Regions from separate parts of the Sus scrofa genome. Here region 2 is linked to region 1. A link is a contact called in public Hi-C data. All regions are on one chromosome and are shown on one strand. The core of a region is the stretch at or near the end of the contact, and the rest is flanking DNA. Distances in the headings are between cores, read along the strand shown. Region 1 overlaps LOC106508846 (a long non-coding RNA gene). Region 2 overlaps AKAP7 (A-kinase anchor protein 7).

Evidence for each region. Hi-C and Micro-C count contacts between places; a contact is called where the count stands out from the background.
Region 2: a contact with region 1 is called in a Hi-C map of liver, with 2.1 times the contacts expected there. The contact joins two enhancer-like sites. A contact is called at or near these places in 1 of 5 promoter capture datasets (liver), 3 of 47 Hi-C or Micro-C datasets (all in liver) and 1 of 2 datasets of contacts at active chromatin or transcription factors (alveolar macrophages).

What each region holds. Positions count from the first base shown.
Region 1 is chr1:32,034,164-32,039,105 of Sscrofa11.1, reverse strand. It overlaps LOC106508846 (a long non-coding RNA gene), which reads left to right. Exons shown (of 6, transcript XR_001305923.2): 5 at 57-189; 6 at 298-2,847. Among named protein-coding and RNA genes, the nearest start is that of ARG1, 16 kb to the right of the region's middle. Within about 2 kb of position 1,890, at least 2 of the 83 cell types and tissues checked have an H3K27ac peak or open chromatin away from gene starts, as enhancers often do. A contact at or near this core is called in liver, where this site is marked.
Region 2 is chr1:32,220,409-32,225,350 of Sscrofa11.1, reverse strand. It overlaps AKAP7 (A-kinase anchor protein 7), which reads left to right. Exons shown (of 9, transcript XR_002342908.1): 9 at 3,162-4,290. Among named protein-coding and RNA genes, the nearest start is that of AKAP7, 140 kb to the left of the region's middle. Within about 2 kb of position 2,775, at least 10 of the 83 cell types and tissues checked have an H3K27ac peak or open chromatin away from gene starts, as enhancers often do. A contact at or near this core is called in liver, where this site is marked.

The sequences.
Region 1 (4,942 bases), core at 641-3,140:
AAAAAAAAAGCAAACAAGTTTTGAATTCTATGTTTTGCTTCCTCATTGTGTGCCAGGATGGTAAGTGGAAGTGGTGAACTGCAGGTTAGCCCTCAACCAGTGCCAGCATTTCTCAGGGTCCGTGGCCCTTCTCCTCTTGTTGTGGCAGCAAAGATGGCTTTGAACATGACTACTCTCAAGACAGGAAAGGTAAGAGAGGAGTCGAATGGCTGACTTTGGGATCTCTACAGAGATTCTTGTGAACTTCTGGGTAAGGGAGATGTTGATTTTTTTTATTTTTTATTTTTTGATTTTTAGGGTCACGCTCATGGCATATAGGCTAGGGGTCTAATTGGAGCCACAGCTGCTGGCCTACACCACAACCACAGTGATGTTGATCCGAGCCACATCTGTGACCTATACCACAGTTCATGGCAACACTGGATCCTTAACCCACCAAGAGAGGCCAGGGATCGAGCCCGCAACCTCATGGTTCCTAGTTGGGTTCCTTAACCCTTGAGCCATGACAGGAACTCCCCAAAGAGAGATGGTAATCTTCAAAACATAATTTTCAATTTCAAGAGCCAGTATTTGAAGGTCCCAGTATTTGAAGGTCCCAAGAAATGTGATTATTTCATTTTCAGAAGTCTGAAAATCTTATCTTCGAATGTCAAGAACAAAATCAGGAGAAATTCACACATTAATGTTTGCACCAAGAGGCACTGAGAAGAAAGAGGGCTACCATGGGGGAGGTTTGGGTTTTCTCCCACTTCTAGAGAAGATGTGGCTGAGTGGATCCGTGGACCCGAAGATTCCTTGGGGTGGTGCAGTAGGAGAGAGCTTTGTGGATCTTGCTGCCTAAAAGCAGAGGGGTCCGGGGCAGCGGCCACCAAGGGACTAAAAGACCATTAGCATCAGCAGCATGTGTCCACAGAGACGTGGCCACGTGACAGACTCTCGCCTGCCCCTGATGCCATGATCCTAGCTGAGCATGGTTAAACTCACTGCCTGGAATATGGGATCTAACGAATCATGTTCTCCTATTGTTATCACATTGTTATGAACAGGCTGGAGCTCTTCTTGGGCACGGCTGGAACCAAGCGCTTGCTTAATGAAGTTACGCTAGGCTACCGAAAAGAGGGACTGGCTGACTCCTGAGAGGACAGGGGGCACGGCAGTGTGCTGAGCACACTCAGACCTCCAGCAAGGGTCAGAGATGAGAGTGAAAGAGAACACTGGGCTCTGGGAGGCCAGGCACCCTTCACCGGTGCCTCTCCCGGGCTCTGATGTTGAAGGAGCTGTAGTCAGGCTGCTTACATTCAGGAGGGAGAAGAGGGGTCCTGGGAGGTCCGTGGTGCAGAGAGAAGATGTCGCACCTCAGACACAGATCCGGGAAAGCCTGATGTGACCTGGATGAGACCCATAACCAGGGACGTAATTTTCTCCTTCTTCCCTTGTGTTCTCCAGCCCAGAGTGGTCTTGGATGCTTTCCACGACTCCCCTCTTCATGCCTAAGCATCCCCTGACCCTGAGACCCCCCCCCAAATCTGGGGCCTCCACCTGGCTCCTTGACCCCCACTGCTTTTGTTTTTCATCACTTGATTCCTTCCCGCCAATCTAGAAGGCTCAGGCTACTTTTACGGTTCACATACAACTTTATTAAAAAAAAAAAAAAGTGGGAGTTTATTTTCCTTTCCTTATAATAGATTGTAAACTCCTTTGAGACAGGGAACCCACCTTCTACAAGGTGCTTTATATGATGGACTAGGCAAACAGGGGAGGATTTCCAAATGTTGCCTGATGGACATCTGGTCCCCTCCATTCTGATGGGAATGCTGACGCCTCTGTCCTCAGCGTCACAGGGGAAAATTACAAATAGCACTAGATGTTCCAAACGTGTTTGCTTTTCTTTCCCAAGAGGACTACTTTGTGCTTCCCTAAGTCGTTCCACTTGGTGGCTCACCCAGCTATAACTGTCCAATAAACTTGTCTGGCAAACGACCTCATAGAAGCTGACGCTAATAACCTCGAGGACAAACCAGGATTTCTGGCTTCGCCTGTTGACTTCAAGTACCTGGAGCACTTGTTCATGTTTTCTTGACTTTGTTCCACATTTAATTTTCTTAAAAGATGCTGTATTAACTGGAAAATTCATGGGGTTTAATAAGATGATAATGTAGAATACTTAACACAACTTTGACAGCAAGCAAGCTCTCTCAGTGTGAGCTAAGCTTATTACCCCATCGACAGAGAAATCATTGTATTCATTCTCTCTCCGGTAACCATACATGACACAATAGGAGAAAGCAACGTCTAGGTGGTGGTTCTTTTTGCTTGACACATATTTTAAGGTTTGCCCCCTCCTGCTTTCCCTGCATTTTCTACGTTCTAAAATGGTCACAAATAGTAGCACAGTAAGAACTGCATGAAAAGAAGCTGCATGCTCTGTACATTATTCATGGCCTCCGTTACCCACAAAGGGCTGGCCTAGTTTTCTCTCTCCACAGGGACGTTGCACACAGCCCACGGTCCGTGTGACTGTGAGCACTCATGGCAGGTAATATTTTATTTAGCCGACTCCAGACATCCACACAACCCTCAAACTTGGTAAGAAAGCTGAAGCCCCTCTTGGGAAATTGATTTTCAGGAAATGTGCTGCCTGTTCCAATAGGGTGCCCACTCTGAGATGGTACTTCAAAGGACCCTATCATGGGATTCAAGTTAGTGAAATGTGCACACGAGATGTTTTCCTGGATTGAACTTGCTTCTCCTCCACTCAAGGAGGTACTGTTACCTTTTCCTACGAGGGAGCTTTATTTATTTAGGGCCACACCCTTGGCATATGGAAGTTCCCAGGCTGGGGTCGAAATGGAGCTGCAGCTGCCGGCTTACACCAAAGCCATAGCAATACTGGATCTGAGCTGCATCTGCCAGTTATGCCACAGCTTGCAGCAACACCGCATGCTTAACCCACTGAGGGAAGTCAGGGATCGGAGCCGCATCCTCAAGGACATTATGTGGGGTTCTTAACCTGCTGAGCCACAGTGGGAGTGGCTCTTAGATGAAGAGGCTGGTGTCTTTATTGGCTGATTTATTTATTTTTAAAATTTTATTTTATTTTTGGGGGGCCACACCCACAGCATGCAGAAGTTCCCTGGCCAGGGATCGAACCTGTACCACAGCAGTAACCAGATGTCCATATCTACATATCCATGGCTCCCAGCTTGCATGACGGCACCAGGATAGGGGGTTTAAAGGTGTCCAGGATGACCAGGTAGCCCTGCTGTGGTCATGAGGGCATTCTAATGCTCTTCCTTCTTCCAACTGACATTGTTTAAGAGAAGGAGCTCCAAGCCCTACTTTCTAGTTGATAAAAATTAATTTATCTTTTATTTATTTATTTTTATTAACAAATTTTTTATTGAGGTTCACACTGTGGCTCAGCAGTAATGAACCCAACTAATATCCATGAGGACACAAGTTCAATTCCCAGCCTTGCTCACTGGGTTAAGGATGCAGCCTTGCCATGAGCTGTGGTGTAGGTTGCAGATGCATCTCTGATCTGCTGTTGCTGTGGCTGTTACATAGACCAGCAACTTCAGCTCTGATTCGACCCTAGCCTGGGAACTTACATATGCCTCAAGTGTGGCCCCAAAAAGAAAAAAAAAATTATTAAAGTATAGTTGATTTCCAATCTTCTATCAATTTCTGCTGTACAGTAAAGTGACCCAGTGAAAAAGAATATATATATATATTACATATTATCTTCCATCATGTTCTATCCCAAGTGATTGGACCTACACAGTAGGACCTCATTGCTTATCCATTCTAAATGCAGTAGCTTGCATCTACTAACCCTAAACTCCCAGTTATCTTTGAGAGTTATTTTAATGAAAAAGATAAAATACAACCTCTGAGGAGTTTGTATGACACTAGAGGATAGAAAATCCATTCCTGGGGTGGAGGTTTTTAACTTCCAATTGTCGTCCTTAATGATAAATAGATCAATTTTTGTTACTGATCAGCCACTCTGCTAACAGTTTCTGTTAAGACATCTATTTCACAACTAATGGAGAAATTTTTGTTTTGAAGAGTTCTTTCTACTTACATGAGAAGGAATTTTTGCAAGTCACTGTCCTCTAGAATATCTATACGGGGTCACTCGAGTCAGATAAAAGACACTGCCTTGCCCAATAGTGTGAAGTTAAAGAGATATAGATATATACATATACATACACATTAAAAAATAATAGTAGCCACCACTTTATTGAGCTTTTGTTATAAAAGACACTGTATTGGATATATACATACATTAGTGAATATATTCTTCACAAGAATCACTCAAAGTTTATTATTGTCCCCATTTTGTAGATGCTCTTCAAGGTCTAATACTCAAGATTCAAAGCCGGACTTTTCTGATTCCAGAATCTATGAACTTTTCACAATATCGCACTATCTTCAATCCTATTATGACACATAGAATCCTAATATTCATATCATGCTTCATAGATTACCATGGGGAAGATTATGCAACAGAACTCCAAACTCCTCTTGCAGTTGAACGTTTGCAAGAGCTAGCTGCATAATGCTCACCATTTCCCTTTGCAATTCCTATAAGAGCTGCCTCTCTTTTAAGCTGGTGAAATACTCTCATTTGATATTAGTTTTATCTTGGCAATTGTATGAGAGCCTGTAGAGTGGATAACCTTTAAAGTCTAACACAGTAATTTGACAGTAGTGAAGAGTGAAGCAATCTAAATATTCATGACTCAAATTAATTATGATATGATAATGCGATAGACTATTGATAGCACTTTAATTAAAAATCATTACTACTATAGGAAATGTTCAGGAAATAATTCTAAGAGAATAAAGAAAGATATAAAATTGTTCTCGATAAGCAAAATTTTTTCTCATGAATAACATATGTAGATACATAAAATATTAGACAGAAACATAGCAG
Region 2 (4,942 bases), core at 1,526-4,025, 190 kb before region 1:
CTGTAGATGGCTTTGGGTAGTAAGGACATTTTAATGATAGCAGCTCTTCCAATCGAAGAACATGGGGGTATTTTTCCATTTATTTGTGTCTTCAGTTTCTTTCATCAATGTCTTATAGTTTTCAGTGTATAGATATTTCACTTCCTTGGTTAAATTTATTCCTAAGTATTTCATTGTTTCTGATGCTATTTTAAATGGAATTATTTATTTTTTAAATTTCTTTTTCAGATAGTCCATCGTTACTGTATAGAAATGCAACTGACTTTTGTATGTTGATTTTGTATCTTGAAGCTTTACTGAACTCATTTATTAGGTCTAACTTGTTTTTTGGTAGAATCTTTAGGATTTTCTATACACAAGATCATGTTATGAGCAGAGACCATTTTACTTCTTCCTTTCTGGTTTAGACGCCTTTTTTCTTTTTCTTGCCTGATTGCTCTTGCTGGGTCTTCCATTACTCTGTGGGATAAGAATGGCAAGGGTGGGCATCTTTGCCTTGTTTCTGATTTTAGAGGGAAAGCTTTCAACCTCTTACTATTGAGTGTGTTAGCATATGACCTGTCATATGCGGCATTTATTATGTTGAGATATGTTCCTTTCATACCCAGTTTGTTGAGTTTTTATCATGAAAGAGTTTTGAGTTTTGTCAGTTTTTTTCTGCATCTGTTGAGATGATCATATGACTTCTATCCTTCATTTTGTTATTTTGTTTATTTCTGCTCTGAGTTTTATGTCCTTAGTTCTGCTTAGTTTTAAACTTAGTTTGTTCTTATTTTCCTAGTTCCTTGAGGTGTTAAGTTATGTTGTTTACTTGAGATCATTCTTTTGCTTAATGTAGGCATTTATTGCTATAAACTTTTCTTTTAGCAGTGCTTTTGTTGGATAAGTTTTGGTGTGTTGTGTTCCCATTTTCATTTGTTTCAAGATAGATTTTAAAAATTTCCCTTTTGATTTTATCTTTGACTCATTCGTTGTTTTGAATGTTTGTTAAATGTCTATTTATTTGTAAATTTTCTAGTTTTCCTCTTGTTCTTGATGTCTCGTTTCATACCGTTGTGGTCAGAAAAATACTTGGTTTGATTTCACTTTTTGAAAATGTGCTGAGACTTGTTTTCTGATCTAACACATAATTTATCCTGGAGAACGGTCCATATGTGCTTGAGAAGAATGTATATTCTGGTGCTATTGGATAGAATGTTCTTTGTATGTCTCTTAGGTCCATTTGGCCTCAGGTATAGTTCAAGTCTAATGTTTTCTTATTGATGTTCTGTCTGGATGACCTATCCATTGTTGAAAGTAGAGTATTAAAGTCCTCTGCTCTTATTGTATTTCTGTCTATCACTCCTTTGAGGTCTGTTAGCATTTACTTAATGTATGTAGATGCTCAGATGTCTTTGCTTTTAATCATCTGCCTTCCTGGGTCCACAGCTCAGTGGAAGGAGATGAAGGACTGAATGGACATGAGAGGTGAGCCCCCTAGTTTTTTCCCTCAGTTCAGGGAGACAAGAAAGAGAGTGAGTGGGGAATATGCAGCATTTGAACAGATGAGAACCAGCCCTTTTGCAGAAAAATGAAGGGATAATTACACCTCAGTCGTCACTAGCAGGGACGCAAAATGGCCATAAGATATTAACGTCTAGTAATTTACTACCATAATCCCAGCTCTTCCTTGAAGAGTTCCTGTTTCTTAAATTGCAGTGATAGCACTGAGATTAAAAAGATTAGTTTAAAAGCTGATTTTTAGCTGGTTCCTAGCAGGAGTAACTGCCTTCGTCTTAATGAGAGTGCTGAGAGTTTGTTAACAACCATCCAGGCCAAGTATTAGAAAATTACTGGATCCCAAGAGGTTAGTTGATTGGAAAATCCCGATTACCTGACTTGTGGGAATGATGAAGCAGACACAGATCTAGTTGGTGATTTCCCATGTCTGAGGATCCAGGTGGTAGGCCCATGGACTTCAGTAGTAGCTGTCAATCGCGGATGAGAGACAAACAAAAATCCCCTGTAGAAATGGGGACCTTCCTGCATTGCTAGGTAAAGTGTTTTTAGATGGGAGCTAATGAACTGCTTTTCAACCTGAAGCCTTCAGGTACAGTCAGCTGCTTGCTTCTGCAAATACCAAATGAAAAGCCAAGCCCAGTATCCTTGGATTTATAGGTCCAGTTTACCAGACTGAAGGACGCTTGCTTTCTTTAACTAACTGAACTAGCCAGCCCCTGCACGCCGAGTTTCTATGGCAATATGATCTCAGTGACCTCTCTTCTCTATTGTGGAATGTAGGTGATAAGAATGGAGGTGAGCCCGATGATGCTGAATTGGTAAGGCTCAGTAAGAGGCTGGTGGAGAATGCGGTGCTCAAGGCCGTCCAGCAGTATCTGGAAGAAACACAGAACAAAAACAAGCCAGGGGATGGGAGCTCTGTGAAAACTGAAGAGGCTGATAGGAATGGCACTGACAGTGACAACAACAGGAAATGAGACCCGAATGCAGGCAGGCCCCCACTGCTCCGTGAGAAGCAACCCTGCTCCCCTCTGCCGAGTCAATGGACTGATTTGCATCGTGCTGTTTAAGTATCCGTTGTCCAGTCTGTGGAGATTGCCTAATATTTTCATGATCGGTGTGTTTGCATTTCTGAAACACAGCAGACGAGAAATGCAGTGCTGCCTATCAGAGGAAATTAATTGATGAAGGAAGAATGGCCCAGGTGTCACTTGCCCTCTGCTGTGGTCAAGGGAGAGGGGACTTTGGGTTCTGCCCTGTGAACTCAAAGTAAAGGCCATGGAAGGGGCCTTGCCATAAATGGAATACTGCCACTTATATTGCTGAGCAGGGCATTTGACTACCTTATCTCGGCCAAAAGGCACAAAGCTAACAAGTGCTACATTTCAAACGATCACTGTTGAAATTACTCTCCATCTAGTTAGCTATATTGTTTCATGTTTGTCCTGTGTGTGCTGTCACTATGCAGTGATCTTTATTTACAGTAAATTTGTTTCATGTAAATGATATATTTTTGGTGAAATGCAACCTTTTCTATAAAATGTGGGCAGCATTTTAAAGGTTTCTTTTTAACCCTCTTTTGATAAGTCACTGTGCCACGTTTAGTGTTTTTCATTGGTATTCATATGTAAAATGTATTATATAATTTTTTTTCTCCATAGGCAAGAAACCTGTGGGAATCCGGGACTTAATTAATGAAGCTTTGCGTCGAGAAAGGATGGGTCTGAAGTCCAAAGTGAAACAGATAAAGGAACTTATGTTAAGGCCTGAGACTCAGGCCAGAATTAGGAGGGAGCTTTTGGAAGGAAGATCCATTAACCACAGTTATCAAGGAAAAGAGGTTGATTATTTCAGCACAATTTTGACATAAGCTCTACATTGCTCTCATGGTACCAGAGTTTATGAAATCTTTTCAGTTCATTAAATGGCTCTTTGGTAAATACCAAAGAAGATAGTGTCTGCACAATAGCAGACCAACATTTGGTAAGGAATTAATCATTTCTTGCCAAAGAAAACTGATTCTTCCCTGTTATTTTTAAGTCAGATGTGTTTTAGAATGTTTATCTCTAATATCAAAATTCATTTTATAGAAAAGACTTCTTAACTAGCTGTTGTGAGATGGTCTTTGGGTCCTCACAGATAAAATGTACAGACTGTGAAAAATCATTTACAGACAAAAAAAAAAAATACAGCATTTTAAGGTCACTGACATGATTTTTGTTAAATCAAAAGAAGCATTGTTCTCATGTATCTATATCTCGTGTGACTTTTAATGAGACTTTGAATGTTTATTGATCACTGGTACTTGAATGAACATTTATAAATGTAAATGTAATTATTGTAATCACTGGTTACGAATGTTTTATAACGTCCATATGTATTACTTTTCAATGATCAAAATGTAGTTTGCTTTTTCATTTCTTAATGAATGTTCGGGATTTTTATTTTCTACTTTTATGAAGATAAGCCCCAGGTCTTACTGTATCCCTTATAATCTGAATTTGTTTGCACTGGTTCATTTTTAAAGACAATTCTTAAAAATTTTCCCTCCCTATGATCATCACTGGTAACAGCTTTTTCTATAGTCATTGTAAAATCGCTGCTACTAAGAGATCATGATGCAGGGGGAAATTATTGGAGATCAAATATGTAGTCATTTCAAATATAAAATCCAGTTTACTCATGGATTTTAGCTATTTTTTCACTGGGTAAATTATAATTATATTACATTTATTTATAAGTGAGTTTATGCATTTTCATGCCTCTTAATAAATGCATTGTTTTCCCTTGTTGCCTTTCTTCATTTTTTCCCCTCACTCTTAGAAGCTGTTGGAACTGTGTGATTGTAAAAGTCAGAAACAGGACCTCTGATAGTTTCAGTGTTTCTTAACATTTGTGTTCTCGTCCTTCATGCTAATATTGCACAGTTGTCAGAGCACCTTTAACCTGAGACTTTTAAATCACTTCGAATCAGTTAGCTTCACCAAGACTTAACAGGAATTTAAAGGCAAAGAAAATCTGAATAGCGTCTTATAAGCTGCCAACATTGGGTCACTAAAGGGACATCCATAGCGGAGAAGAAGAGAGCGGGTCCATCTGGCTGCAAAGACCTGGGAGCTGCTTAGCTGCTTGCCGTGGTTCCTTCCCGGGGGAGGGCTTTTCTGTTTGTAAGTCAACCCTTGAGTGGGAGGCAGAGATATCTGGGGGCTTGCCTTGTTTAAGTGAGGAAACGGTCATAAGGAGATCAAGTGCCTTATCCAAGGTCACACGGCTGTTAGGGAACTGGACGTGAATTCCAGCCCATGGCTCCATCTCAACATCCCAGGGCTATTTCCGCATCCCATAACCTAAGTTAACAATATTTCAGGAGAAACAGCACTTCTTAGCATGTATCTATAAATAATCTTTATCCTTAAGGAGCTCCTCCAGTCCTTCCCAACAA